Regions from separate parts of the Anas platyrhynchos genome. Here region 2 is linked to region 1. The links are chromatin contacts, called in public Hi-C maps. All regions are on one chromosome and are shown on one strand. The core of a region is the stretch at or near the end of the contact, and the rest is flanking DNA. Distances in the headings are between cores, read along the strand shown. Region 1 holds the start of BCR (BCR activator of RhoGEF and GTPase). Region 2 overlaps BCR (BCR activator of RhoGEF and GTPase).

What was found. A called contact is a pair of places that touch in the nucleus more often than the background predicts.
Region 2: a Hi-C map of F5 follicle shows a contact between it and region 1, with 4 times the contacts expected there. The contact joins the enhancer-like site here to the promoter of BCR in region 1. A contact is called at or near these places in 7 of 8 Hi-C or Micro-C datasets (F1 follicle, F5 follicle, liver and 3 more).

Annotation. Positions count from the first base shown.
Region 1 is chr16:8,522,163-8,529,556 of IASCAAS_PekinDuck_T2T, forward strand. BCR (BCR activator of RhoGEF and GTPase) reads left to right here and starts at 4,769. Exons shown (of 24, transcript XM_027469697.3): 1 at 4,769-5,145; 2 at 5,382-7,050. The coding sequence starts at 5,535. It overlaps RAB36 (RAB36, member RAS oncogene family), which reads left to right. Exons shown (of 14, transcript XM_072024595.1): 14 at 1-2,426.
Region 2 is chr16:8,595,757-8,602,544 of IASCAAS_PekinDuck_T2T, forward strand. The region is part of intron 9 of BCR (BCR activator of RhoGEF and GTPase); the gene reads left to right. Among named protein-coding and RNA genes, the nearest start is that of SPECC1L, 34 kb to the right of the region's middle. Within about 2 kb of position 5,510, at least 3 of the 8 cell types and tissues checked have an H3K27ac peak or open chromatin away from gene starts, as enhancers often do. A contact at or near this core is called in F1 follicle, where this site is marked.

The DNA of each region.
Region 1 (7,394 bases), core at 3,519-6,018:
CTCTAATATTTCTTAACTGCAACTGTTTTAAATATGGAGAGACAAAGAAAACCCGTGGACAATTACAAGTTACAGTTTCAGAAGATGTTTGTTCAATTATTACAAAAACTACAGTATCTGGAAAACTGAGAAAATAAAGATAAATATTTGATAATGAATCTACATATCAAGCTAAAAAAAATCTAGGCTCTCAGCTATTTTTAGTCCAAAAATTGTTTCCTAAGAAATAGAAAATATGGAAGAAAAAATGGCCTAAAGAGCCTTTACTTTTATTAAAAGTAAATTACATTTATACTTCTATGATTTATGCTATGAACTAGAGGAGCTTCAAATGATATAATGAGTAGAGATCTGGGAACACTTTTTCTCTCTCTTGTTTTTTTAATCAGTCAATCTCCTATTTGGCTATTGTGCTGATTCTGTTGGCAAAGACACAAATGTAGCATTTGGTAGAGAAGGTGAATATGTGGGGGTATGTAAGAAGTTATTTATCCAAATGTGTGATATTTTGACCTTCTGATGTTCTGTGTATTTCGTCTCGCAAATCTCTTTCACAAGATGATGAACATGTACTCTGCTTGTACCATGCTTTCCACTGAGTGGGCAGCATAGCTGTGATCTTTGTGTTCACTGAGTTTGAATGAGAGTAGAAAAAGATAGTTCATTCTACTGCAGTGTATTATGTATGTATATGAAACATCTTGCATTTGAATAATGCTTTTCAGAAGCAATTTTAGAAGCACAGTGGAGCCACAAAACCATTCCTGTGTACTGTGCTGTGGATGAGTACTGCTGTCCTCGGGTTATGATAGATAAATAGAAACTCACAGAAGTAGTATTGGTGACTTTTTAAAAAATTAGTCCTCTATTTTCATATGGAAAACTTTCTCTGAAGTAATTTGAAATTCACAATTTTGTCTTTCTTTCATTCAGTTATTCTTAGTTCATTTCTTTATTAAAGACTTTATTGTATGAGTAAATGATTCATAAAGTAGTTATTATTGTAGAACCGGGTTTCAAAGTTGTTTGTTTGCTACTTATGATGAATAGGCCTGAGCTTCGGACCAAATTTTGCTTTCATATATATATATTTCTTGGACATAAGCTGGTGTCTTGTCATGCACTTTGAACATGCCAAGAGAAGAAAATTTGAACACACACTACCAGATAGTGTTGTTCTGAGGACAATAATGTACCTGTAGGTGGTCAAGTTCAGCATTGCTGCAGCAGTACTCCTTCAGATAAGAATTGCCTATACCCACAGCACGTTTTGGCAGTTACACGTGGTTGCTGCTGAGCAGACAAACTGCTCTGGTTCCGTCCTGGAAACATTGATAATGGTCCTGGAGGCCAAAAGGTAGGTTTTAGGATGACATGCCTTGTCTTCTTGTCTAGGCTAGGTGCAATTCTTGTGCAAAATCAGAGATGTAATTTCTTCAGCAATGCAGTCATGTTGCTAGGAAAATCAACTGGGACAGTTTTTCTAATGATTCAGTGCATTGCTTGATGTCATTATTGTTTTTTATTGTCTGTAGTTCCAAAAACTTTATGCAAAACTGTCAATCAGTAACTATCCCCTGGCAGTGGTCTGACTCCATCCAATCTATGACAGATGCTTTGAGACTTTATTTCTTTTAAGTCCCAGTGAGACTTCTCCTGCAAAGAACTCAGTATTAATAATTGATAACCTAAAATGAATCTTAGATCATATTAGCACAAAGGAAACCTAACTTTAGTGGGAAAATAAACATTAGTTTGCAAGTTCTTAAATGTTCCTGTCTGGTCTATGTTGTATTCTATGCATGTTATTCCATTCTATCAGCAACTTCATTTGTTTTGAAGAATCCTTAATATTATTAAAAACAATGTCAGAACAACTACATTAACTCTAAACACAAACATAATTTTATACCAGTTGAAAACTTCAGAGTGATCATGGCACCAGTTTCAGCACCAGCTTCCTTGTGGAATTTGCCGGTGAGAAGTTGGATAACTTAAAATTCAGAGAGAGTCTGAAGCAAAGTTAAAGAACAGGTGTAATAATCTCCCCAAAGACGTACTAGTATTATGCTGTTTCTTGTCTTAATAAGTACAAGCTAAATGGTTAATGAGCTTCTGTTTAAATAAGCACATGTATCTCTTTGAGGAAAAACTGATAACAGATCAAAAGCCATTCAAGAAATAGTCACCTGGCAGGCAAATTTCATTTTTACTGTAAAACCATCTTTCATTTTAATCTTTAGTGGTATTGTTTCTGCCATTTGAGTGATTATTTGACGCTTAGGGTGTTATTCTTTATATTTTCATAGGTCATGTGATTCAGACCTTTAGTGTTGGTTCTCAGCTCAGGCTCACCTCACTGAGGTACAACCAGAGTTCATTCTTCATGAGTAGATGTCGTATTCTGTGTCTTTTCGGGTTTTCATCAATAGTCAGAAGTTGTTCTGGGGAGTGTAACAAAGCTTACCAGTGTGCAGATGCTATGAACTGCTCACTGTATCACATCTTCACAGGCTGAGTTAAAATGAAGTGTTTGGCAGGTTCAGGTTGTAGCAGCATCTGCATTAGTTAATGGAGATGGGGGATGGGTTTCCTTTATTTTGGGCCATAAGGTTGTTCTCACAGCAACAAATTGCCATTTTCTGAATCTTAAGAAATGGGGTTCCCGTGTTCCTGGGCTCACAGAATAATTTGGACTGGACAGGACTTTGGGAGATAACTGGCCTAGCCAGACTCTACCACAGTGTGCTGTCTTGTAATACAAAAATACAGTTTCTTAATTTCAGCCACGTATGAATGAGAAATTATGTTTTATTTCTTGTTAGAAAGACTCTGCTTATGTGCTTCCACTTTTATTTTTTTCTTACAAAACTCCTGATTCTCCCGTGTGGGATCATGATAAAGCCCATAACCTGGAACTCTGCTAAGCGTAGTAGCTCTCCTTACCCACAGGAGGGAGCTCCATGGCCAGTTCAGTTCCAGTAATGGTTCAACTGGCAAGAACTGGCAATCTCTTGTGGGCCAGCAGAGGGCGAGAGCTGAATGTACTGGCTTTTTTTAGCCCCCTTGTCACAGCATGCTCTGTCACCAATCCCAGATACATCTACCTCCAGAGCCCTAATGAAATTTTGTATCCTGATAAAACTATACTCAGTCGAATGTAGAAAGTATCAGCAAAAATTCAGAGACCCCTTCAATGGCCACCGGAACTTCTGATGCTGTAGTACCTCAATGAATACAGAGGCTGCAGTTGTTTAATAGTGTTCGCCAAAAGTTAGACGTGCGTACAGAAGTCCCTCTGACTCATCAGAATTCTTGCTGCCTCTGGAAAAGTGAGCCTAGTGAGTGTGAGAAAACACCCTAGAAATAATAAAACAAACCAATAACACCAGCAAACTATGAACAAATGGGGGACACAAATTCATAACAGAGCCTTATTATGTAATATATCTGTCGTTATTTTAATCATGCTAGTAAAATCTGAAATGTCATATTACTGGAAATATATTGTGTGTCATAATGTCGTTGTTCAAACCGGCATGACGGCAAACAGCATCAATGCTAAAAAGCCAATTTTCTTTCTGTGGAAGATGGAAGTTCCCTAGAAGGCTTGTATAGATATTTACTAAGTATACAGATTTCATTATGATTTTGATTATAATCTGTTTTCCACATAGATCAGCCAGTGTGTTAGAAGCTGAGGAAACAAGTGCAGGAAAAAGAGGTTAAAGCCAGGAAACGAACAGCAAGGGAGATGAACTATGCAAAGCTGAATGCATGATTAGCCGTTTGTGATGTCTGAAAATATTTGATATGTCATATCAAAAAGCGTGAAGAGGAAAATGGTTTAGTGGATTATGAAACATTGCATATTTTGAAGGTAAGAGAACTGCTCTTGTGGACTTGTGCTTTTCATGCTTAAGGAACCGTATTAGTTATTGCTGGGGCTATATTCCACAATCTTTTCTCTTAAAATGCATGAGAAAAGGTATTCCTCACTCTGGGGATTTGTCCCACCTCTGGCATGAAAGAAGCAGGCTTCTGAGGGATGTGAGGTGTACAATATCCCACTTTTCCCATCATTTGGACAGGAACACTGCAATTTCAGGTGTATCCATTACCCCTTTTTCAGAGGTTGAATTAGTATGTGGAAAAGGTACAGGGCCTAAACACGGCTGTGTACCCCAATTTCAGGTGGAATGAGAGACAGCTGCTGGCCCATGTTCAGCTTGTTTGCCCCCCTTCACCCAGAGCTGGAGAGCGGGGCTCCCGCTTGTTCTGCGTAGGCTAACATACAGGACAAAGGCACACCTAATCTCTGAACAAAGCAGACTTTATTACCAATATCACAGTGCTTTCAGAGCACCAGCTGGGCACTGATAACTCAGCAAGGACCGAATGAATGAGGAGCCTGCTAGTGCCCAGCACCTCGGCTTGAGGTGAATGATGGAATCATGCAGGTTGGAGAAGACCTCCAAGGTCCAACCATCACCCCACTGCCTCCCACCCAACCGAGTGCAACCTCTCCTTAAACACCCCCAAAACCCTCAGCGGGGCCTGAAGGCTGCAGCTCGGAGTTAAGGAGGGCCAGACCAGCCCCCTCCGTGCTCCAACCTCGCCCTGCTCCCTCGTGCCCCCTCTTCGCACACCGCTGCCTTTGTCTCGGCGCCAGCCTCCGCCGGGCCGGGCCTCCAAAGGCAGCGGGGGCCCGGGCTGCCCCTTTAAGAGGCCCCCAGCGCCGTTTCAGCCGGGCTCCTGCCCTGCCTCCCTCCTTCCCTGCCTCCTTCCATCCCTCCCCTTCCGCAGCGCCGCGGCTCGGGGCGCCGCCGGAGCCGGGCCGCGATGGGCAGCCGGGGGCAGCCTCCGGAGCCTCGCCGCCAGCCTCCGCCTCCACAGCCGCGCCGGGGAGGCTGCCGCGGGGCCGCGGGGAGCTCCGGCACCGCCGGGTAGCGGCCGGGCTCGCCGCCCTGCGCCCGGAGGCCAGCAACAATAGCCGGGAGGAGGAGGAGACAGGGAAAGGGGCAGGGGGAAAGGAGGAGAGAGAAAGAGAAAGCACAACACGGGGGCTGGCCGCGGGAGGACGGAGCGGAGGGCTGCCCGGAGCGGCCGCACTGAGCAGCGCGGCCGGGACGGCAGCGGCAGGAGGTGGGTGGGAGGGTGGGGGGCGATATTTACCTTCTCTCCCCCACCCCGAGCCTGCTCCTTTGTCCACCTCCCCTTTGAAGTGCTCGGGAATCGCCGGGGTGGGAGCGTTGTTGTTCGCTAGCAGAAGCTCGGGCATGACGGGGGGAGAGTAGCGAGGGGACGGGGGGCAGGGGCCGGCGAGAGGTGGAGGAGGCGAGGAGCAGAGATTGATCCGAGGATTGCCGTTTGCCTCCCAGTTCCTCTGCATGGACCGTGAAAGAGACGCGTTGAGTTGACCCTGCCGGAGCTGTTTTTGCTTCTACATGTGAGATCCGGCTGCTTTATTCTCTCCGGCTATCTCTCTCCAGCTTCCCTCCCTTATTCTCCACTTATTTACTCCTGTATGCAAAATGGTGGACCCTGTGGGGTTTGTGGAGGCTTGGAAAGCACAATTTGCAGACTCTGAGCCTCCTAAAATGGAGCTGAAATCTGTGGGAGATATTGAACAGGAGCTGGAGATGTGCAAAGCATCTATCCGGAGACTGGAGATGGAGGTCAACAAGGAGAGGTTCCGCATGATTTACCTGCAGACTCTTCTGGCAAAGGAGAAAAAAAGCTACGATAGACAGAGATGGGGTTTTAAACGTGTTTCTCAGTTGCCTGAAGGGGGTGCAGAGCAGCAGATCCAGGACCTGCATCATCACCAGTCTGCTGACCAAGATGAATATGAAAAAAGCAAGTCACACCACGGGGAGGAAAAGTTCAAACCCAGGATACCTTCTCTGCGGAAGCTGTCTACCCAGAGTGACGGGTCAGACCTGTCGCCTTTGGACAGTCCCCATCACGGGGAGGGAGAGCAGGACAGGTGTAAGTACTACGGCGAAGAGAAACTGAAGAGAGTTGTAGAAGATACAGAGACTCGCTGTGATACAGATGGATCTCCTTCAAAACACAGATCGGCTTCCACTCGCAGGCTAGCGGGATCTGCTGAGAAGGAGGCATCTTTTGAACCTATTTCTAAGGACAGAGGGAACAGCACCAGTGTGGCAGCCCTAAGGTCTAACTTTGAGAGGATTAAAAAGGGGAATTCACATCATTCTGGAGATAACAAGGATGTTGTTGAAAAGCCCTTCTATGTGAACATGGAGTATCATCACGAGAAGGGTCTAGTGAAGGTCAACGATAAAGACGTTTCTGATAAAATAAGCTCTCTTGGTAGCCAAGCCATGCAAATGGAACGCAAAAAGTCCTTACACTCCCTTCCTTCTACTGTGGTACCCAGCTTCAACGAATTCCAGAGGCCTGCTTACAGGGGAAGGTCCTCAGAGAGCACTTTTGGCTATGATGGAGAATATGAAGATGCTGAACTGAACCCCAGGTTTCTCAAAGATAATCTGATTAATGCCAATGGCAGCAACCGCTCACCTTGGCAGCCCATGGACTTTCAGCCCTATCAAAGTATCTATGTTGGTGGAATGATGGGGGATGCAGAAGGGAAAGGACCTATCCTGAGAAATCAGAGTACGACTGACCAGGAAAAACACCTCACTTGGCCCAGGAGATCTTATTCCCCGAGGAGTTTTGAAGATATTGGAGGAGGATATACTCCTGACTGTAGCTCTAATGAGAACCTTACCTCCAGCGAGGAAGACTTCTCTTCAGGGCAGTCCAGCCACGTGTCCCCCAGCCCCACCACTTACCGCATGTACCGGGATAAAAGTCGTTCTCCGTCCCAGAACTCTCAGCAGTCCTTTGACAGCAGCAGTCCACCGACCCCCCAGTCTCAAAAACGGCACCGGCAGCAGCAGGTCGTTGTGTCTGAGGCTACTATTGTGGGCGTACGAAAAACAGGACAGATCTGGCCAAGTGACGGAGATTTGCCTTCTGGGAGATGTCACCAGGACAGCTGCTTCCATGGGGATGCAGGTGTGTACCAGACATCTTTTTTTTTTTTTTTTTTTTTTTTAATGTACAGAGCAGGAAGTGGCATCATGGAAATGAAAAATGAATGGGAGTGATTTTCTAGGTTGCCCTGGGTGAATCACCCAAAGGGGGCAAGTGTTTCATGTGAAAACTCTGTTTACCTTGTAGTTGTCCTGTTCTGGGAAGGTCCTGCAGAAGTATACCTCAGACTGTATTTTAGAAATACAGATTGGATTCCCATAAGGTTTGGTTCAGGCTTCTCTTGAGAGGATCAACCGAGTCCTACGTTAATGAGTTCTCAAAGTTTCGGTGTCAACACTGACGTAAATAGGGGCCAGAACTTCTCA
Region 2 (6,788 bases), core at 4,260-6,759, 74 kb after region 1:
CTGCACACCAGCCCCCCAGTTCTGCTTGGCTCAGCAGGCAATTTTTCATAATTCTAGATTTATGCGCGCAAACTGAAAGCTTTCTGTGATTTGTGGGCATGGTTTTATGTGCTGGGGCTGAATGAGTATTTCAGTTAGTGTGAGGAGGTGGGTACAAAGGGAGTGAAACCACTCACTGCAGGGACGGAAGGGGCTACAACAGGGAAGACCTGTGTTGGTGGGCTGAACCTACAAACCAGGACTGAGGGAATGCTACACCTAGCTTGGCCCTTGCTGCTGGCCAGTCTCAGCTTTGTAGTTTGCTGGGGACTGCTGCTACAAACGAGCCAGGAGAGCACCAGCCCCAGCCTGTTTGATTTGTGAGTGGTTCACTCAGCGTGCTTGGTTGGGGCTTGGAAAGGCAGGAATGGCCCTGAGGCTGAATTTAACTAGCAGAACATAGAGGTCTTGGGCTGAGGACGTTTTCTCCATGATCTGCAGAAGGGTTTGGATGTATCCTCACAGTAGGACTCTAAGGAAAGGGCATGGGAGGAGTGAAGGCCTTGCAGTTTTTTGACAGCTTTTCTGGTCTTGCCCTAAAAATTTCAAGCCCAGTACTGTCCCTGTATCTCTGAGGAAGCATTTGAGCACTTGGTAGATGGCAGCACAAGGAAGCCAGGAGGGCTTTTTCCAAACTTTTAGATCTGTCTCCCTTCAGCCTGTACTATTCCATTATCTTACCACTTCTTTTCTTCCTACCTTTCTGCTTTTGTTATTTTATTATTTTTTTTTTTACTTTTTTGATGGGTTATCTGCAGATATCTACTTCACTGACTCTCTAAGTAATCAAAAACATTCACAGAGAGAGGAAAAGGGGGGTCTGAGTAGCACAGCACCTTCTGACTCAGAATGAGAGGGGTGAAAAATCTTACACCTTTTAGAAGCATGGAGCAGACACCTTATTTGCTCACTGACTCTTCTTTACTGCTATCCTCTGGTCTTGAAAAGGGTAGCTGTTTAAGGTTTTACAGAGGGTGGTCCCCTGGAGAAGCAGGAAAATGTATGCTTTAAGGTGAAGGATGTGCCAGATAAGCTAGAAGGGAAGGAGTGATAGCCCTGCGAGACTGATTAACAAATCACTTATGTGGACTGCATGTTTTTTCTCATCTGAATCTGGATGCAAACGACCGTGAAGCTGGTGTTGTCTTTCACTGCCAAGGCTTGTGCTTCTAGCTAATTCAGCCCATTTTTGTAAAGCAGGAGTTAATAAAACTGCAGCAAATCACGGAGTTAATTTGGGAGATGCTGGGCCTTCCCTTGACTGCAGCTCATCTAGCACTCTTGTCAGGGTGTTGTTTCAGGGCAGTTCAAACCAATCTGGGTGGTGGTGGCTGCCATTCTGCCCTGCCCATGGCCATGCAGTCCCACCCTCTCTGAAGTGTTGGCACTGGTATTTGTGTGATCCCACAGTGGTATGGAGGAATGGAGCTGCCTGAAAGCTAAACCATGGCTTAGTGTCTGATCTCCTCAGCACATGAGAGGGCAGACAGGCAGCTCCTTCTGGGAACAAGTCCACTAGATTGCATTTTGGATCAGATTTGGATCATATGCTGCTGTGGACCTTCCATGTCTGCACTTAGGAAAAGCAGCTGCTTGGCAGACTGCTCTACCGTGTATCTAAATGTGACTTGTAACTGCAATCAAGGGACAGGGTATCATTGCTTTAGTCTCCTGTTCAATGCGGCAGAGGCTGTGGTAGGAACAAGAAAGGGCAAAGGAGCTATGCAAGGGAACAGAAGTGCAAACTAAAGCCATTGGAAAGCTGGGGGCTAAGCTTAGACCCAGGCAGGCACACACAGCTTGAGGCCTGGTGCCTACTGCTCCTAGAGGCCTTGGGCAGATGTTGGCAATAGAGCACTCAAAAATGATCTTGGATGCTTCACACTCTCTCGCAGCTGGAGTCAGAGAGTTCCTGGTGACAGAAGCTTTGGAAAGAAGAAAAAAAAAAAAGCTATTAAAATGCTCAAAGGGCAGCCAATTTAGCTCCTTAGGCAGAGAATCCCTTTATTCTGCAATGCTGGTCTTGCAACACATGCACACACACACGAGGAATCATTTTCTTCCTACGCTCTGCAGAAAGCCAAACCACCTCTTCCTCGCTGACATATGCCAATACCCATCTCCTGCTCTTACCCTCCTCCTCCTGCATCACACATGTTCCAGTCCTTCCCGGGGCTCTCACCCACGCACGCTGCAGGCCTCTGCTGTCACCACATCGGATGAGCTCTTTCCTTGGCACTCACGTGAGGAGACAACTCTTTGTACAGCTGTGGTTCTGGATCAGTATATTTTTACATTCCACTTTTTTTAATGTGTCTCAGACAAGCTGGTCTTCTGCCACACTTCCTGGAGTTAAGTGGTACGTGACAGCAGCAGGATTTATCATGTGCAAACAGCACAAAAACACTGTAGGATGAATTGATGAGCGCATAGGTAGTCGTGAGGTTGGTAGCAGAGAAGGGGGAGATGCTTGTTAATGGAGGTAAGAGGAGGAGGACAGCAGGAGGCAATCCAAAGAGGTATCCAGGCACTGAAGGATGTAGAGGGAGAGCTCTTTTGTCCAGAGCACTGAGATGGGTGGGAGAAGAAGCAGGTAAAAACATGAAAAGGAAAGCAGGGTCTAGAAAGGAGACTTGGGACTTTTACTGCACCAGCGCAGGAGCTTGACAACAGCTTTGTGGAGGTGACAGGGCCCAGGCCCTGTGTAAGAGATTAAAGGTGATCCTAATTCACCCCATTTTGATACAAAATGTGAGATTTTCCTTTAGGCCTCCACAAACATCTTTCTGTAGCTGAGCTGAGCTCCTGGGCTGGACACCTGCTAGTACTAGGGCTGTTTGTGGAAGAGAGGGAATCACACTGCCACTCTGATACTAAGCTCACATTTTGTTGATGTTTGGTGTCTGTGTAGCCTGTTTTAGGAAACACATGAGGTATTGTACATCTCATACAGCAGGATCAACAAGCCAAAAGACCTTGTGTTTCAGGAGACCCTGTCTAGCAAGAGGCCACGGAAGGAACAGCAGTTGCTGCCTGTAGGTGGGAGCTGACCAAGGTGGGCTTTGGTGCCCAAAATGCTAGAGAGGACCGGTGGAGCTGAGGTGGCCTGCGCACCTGACGGGCACAAGTGCTGCCTGAGAGGGCTGCTGGCTCCCCCAGGGCGGGATAGGATGGGCTGACTCATGCCGGGAGGTCAGGAAGGTGCCCTGCGCTCCCTCACTGTGGCTTGGCAGGGATCTGGTAAGCCAGTTGGGAAACGCTTTTATTGTTTCCCACTGACCTGCTGAACCCTCCCGGCAAGATGAATCATTTGCAACAAAGGATGTGACCCTTTGCTGGAAGCGCTCTTCCTCTGCTCCACTGATGCTGCTCAGCCTGGTGCATGCCTATTGTGGCCAGCCCTAATGAAAATCCTGTTTTCCCAGAGAAGCTGGTAGTTAGATCTAATATCAAGCTCCACACCCTCATGATTTGATCCGCAAACCCTTTCTCCTGTCCTCTCCTTCCTGGATCCTTGGTTGCTCATTGTGGCTCCCTGTGGGAGACCTTCCCACCTAGCTCGTGAGTGAGAAGAAATGAAGAATGAAAGCTCAAGGAAGCTTAGTGTTTCCCTCCAAGTGGATGACTGGAATACATCCCTTTCACCTCTTCACTTCTCTTCCAGTCAAGCTTAGGAACTACAGCCTTGTCTTCTTCCCAGCTCTCTTGCTGAGAGATCCTGCTGCCAAAACTTGTGTCTTGTCAGCCTGGGTAATTTGTACCCAGGAGTGCCAGCCAAAATAAACTCAGTGCAAAAGAAGGGGTACCCAAGTCCCAGATGGGAAGTACGAAGGCTGTTAAATCACACCCCTGTTTTGGCATTGTATAGCTGAGCTTTCTGCTTGGGTTTTGGGGAGATGTGGGACAGAGAGCAGGGCTGCCTGGAGAAATTCTGCTCAGATGATGACAGCCAAAGACCGTGCAGTCGCAGATGAGGTGCAAATTTAGACACAGGAGAAGGGGTCGACTGGGTGGAGCAGGCAGGCTGTGTGAGGAGGTCTGTGGCCTTGCTGCAGGGAACAGCGATGGGCTCACCTAGTCTTGCTTTGTGGAGGCTTGACACCAGGACTTCCAGTCACTGGTGCCTCTTTATGGGCATCCCTTCACTTGAAGACATGCATATCTTCAAAATACTGTGGTCTAGGTGATGGTACAGGAAGCCAAACACACCTGCCAGTGTCTCGCAAAAGGGAGACACAAAGCAGGTCAGGCCTGGGGCACGTGCCTGCCTGGGTAGCAGAGGTGAGTGAGTTGAGAGAACATCTTTACACCTAAGAACAATGGGCTGAGGTTGAGCTGGCAACAAGCAGCTATTCTCATTGCCCCGGAGGAGCTGAGCTGATTTGCAGCATAATTAATATTCATCAGATCTACCAACCTGAGATCAGGGTTTTGGCTTGTTCAGAAAATCTCTTTCCCTGCTTTGTTAATGCCCCCAGATGAAATTCTTTGCAGCTGTGGAGAGTGTTTCTGCTACTGACAGCATACCTCCTTCTTATTTATTTATTTTTAAAGCTGGATGTTTCCTGTTTCCTGCCTACCTGGGATTTGTTGACTGGGCAGGAGGGGGGAGGCATGCACAAGTGCACATCATTAGCAACGACATCAATGCAGGCAGGCATTCTCTCCAAAACCACCGAGGAGAAGCCAGGAGGATCACACCCACCTAAAAATAAACATTAACATATGTACAGGCCTTTCAGAGCCTGAATCACTGCTGGATACCAGATCTCCACAGGCTCATGCCCAGAGATGGTACAAGAGTCTGCTGGGGAGCAGCATTAACTTCCTGGCACTATGGGGAAGGTGCAGCTTTGGTTGCTGCTGCTCGCAGATTCCCAGGACTTTTGTACATTGGCAGGTGGCCCCAAGATGAGATGCTGACGCTATCTGTGCTTCAGCAGCTTGCTGTGGTGCTAGTGCAGCTGCAGACAGTAAAACGCAGACTCTTACCCATGTCAGGAAGTTTGGGGTGCTCTAGGACAGACTGTGGAAACAAGAATTATGTCTGCAAGGACATTTCTCTCCCTTGTGCTTCCTGCCATGATGTGTGCTGGGCTCGGGACTGATGTGGTTTGTTTTCAGTTGGAGAGCTGAGATGGGAAGGATGGTAGGAGGAAGGAGAGGCAGTGCGGGGGTTTGCACTCCCACTCTCTGCAGTAAACGTGTTCAAGGCTTGTTATATCATGCAGCAAATAAAACTCATGAGGCATAACCCAGAGAAACTGAGGCACGATTCTGCTTTGGATGTCTTGACCTTGCTCAGGTTAACTGCTTTCCTACTGCACACCGGAGCAGAGCTGCCTTTGGAAAAGGAGGACAGCTTTCGCATGTGTGGTGATTGCAGAGCTGCTGCAGGCCAGCAGTGAATCCTACTGACAAGTCGTGCGTGGGCCTGGAGAAGGCTGGCAGTGAAACAGCAGGAGGGGGTGTTGGCGAGCGTTGGGCAGTGTTAGATCTCTCCAGTCTCCAGCCGTGACGTTGTCATGGCGTGTACAGCACGTGTGCTGTGTCACTCCCCGGTATCAGGGGAGCATCCCCCTAGCTGGAATAGCAAGGAAAAATACTGTGGGTCAGGAAAAATTGTCTTAGAGCTGCATGGATACGTTGACAGTGACTGATTGTACTGGCCATGAAGCAAGGCAAAACTGACAGTTATAGGAATTTGCCCGGAGTTTCATACCCTTGACTTCTGTTTGAAAACCAGTGGGAGATTTCTATTCTTCCAGATGTGCACTCAAACTCTGTTTGATCCTGACACATCAGAACAGAAGGTCTGAGCATGGAGCAGCATTTGAAACTCCTGAGTTGGTCACTGGTGACAGCACAGACCCATCTGCCTCACTGCCAGCGCTCCAGACTTTGTCTGTCAGCTGCAGAGCCCCTGCAAGGGCAATAGGAAAGAGGTGCTTCTGCCCTCCAGTGTGTGTGTCTCATGTAGAAGGTTGTAAAGCTTCCTGGAACCAGAGGCAGACATAATGACATCAGTGTTAGGCACTTTCTTTACATCATCTAGGTTTGAGGAATGTTTGTTTGACTTGAGGGGGAAAAAAAAAAAAAAAAGGCTTTTAACAGGCATGGGGTAGGGGACATATCCAGATGGTCCTGTTTAAACACAGGCTGGTAAGGGACTACTGAGGAGTTTGCTAGGTACACATTTTGGTCAGGAATCATCCCTTAACAGCACAGCACTTATAATAAAGAAGCAGCAATGGCATTCAGCTGTTAATGCTGCTGGGAATGGAGGTGTTGGTAGGCTCCTCATAGCTCCAGCTGCACCCAATAGCTGGGAAAGTGACTCCTGGGGAGGGCAGGGAAAGCCCGGATAGAAAAGTGGTGTTTGCTGCTCTCTACTGGTTTGTGGGGGGGATGATGTTCTGGGAGCGATCGTGGTATGGAGAAGCCAGGCAATGACTCACCATAAATTACACGGGCTCAGAGACAGGTGATGGAAATAAGCCTCAGCTCTGACCTGGAACCAGATGAGGAAGGAGGTGCCTGGCCATTGCTGCCCCTAGGAGAGAAGGCAACAGCAGGGAGCAGAGCTTGCAATAAGGAGCATTTAACAGCTCTTTTTTTTTCTTTTTTTTTTTTTTTCTCTGTATTGAAACAATTTACTCAATTGGCTCTGGTAGGAGTCATGCATAAGGAGTATGGAGTGTGTTGCTGAGGGGGCTCAGTGCCTTACCTGGGCCCTTCTTGCACTAACC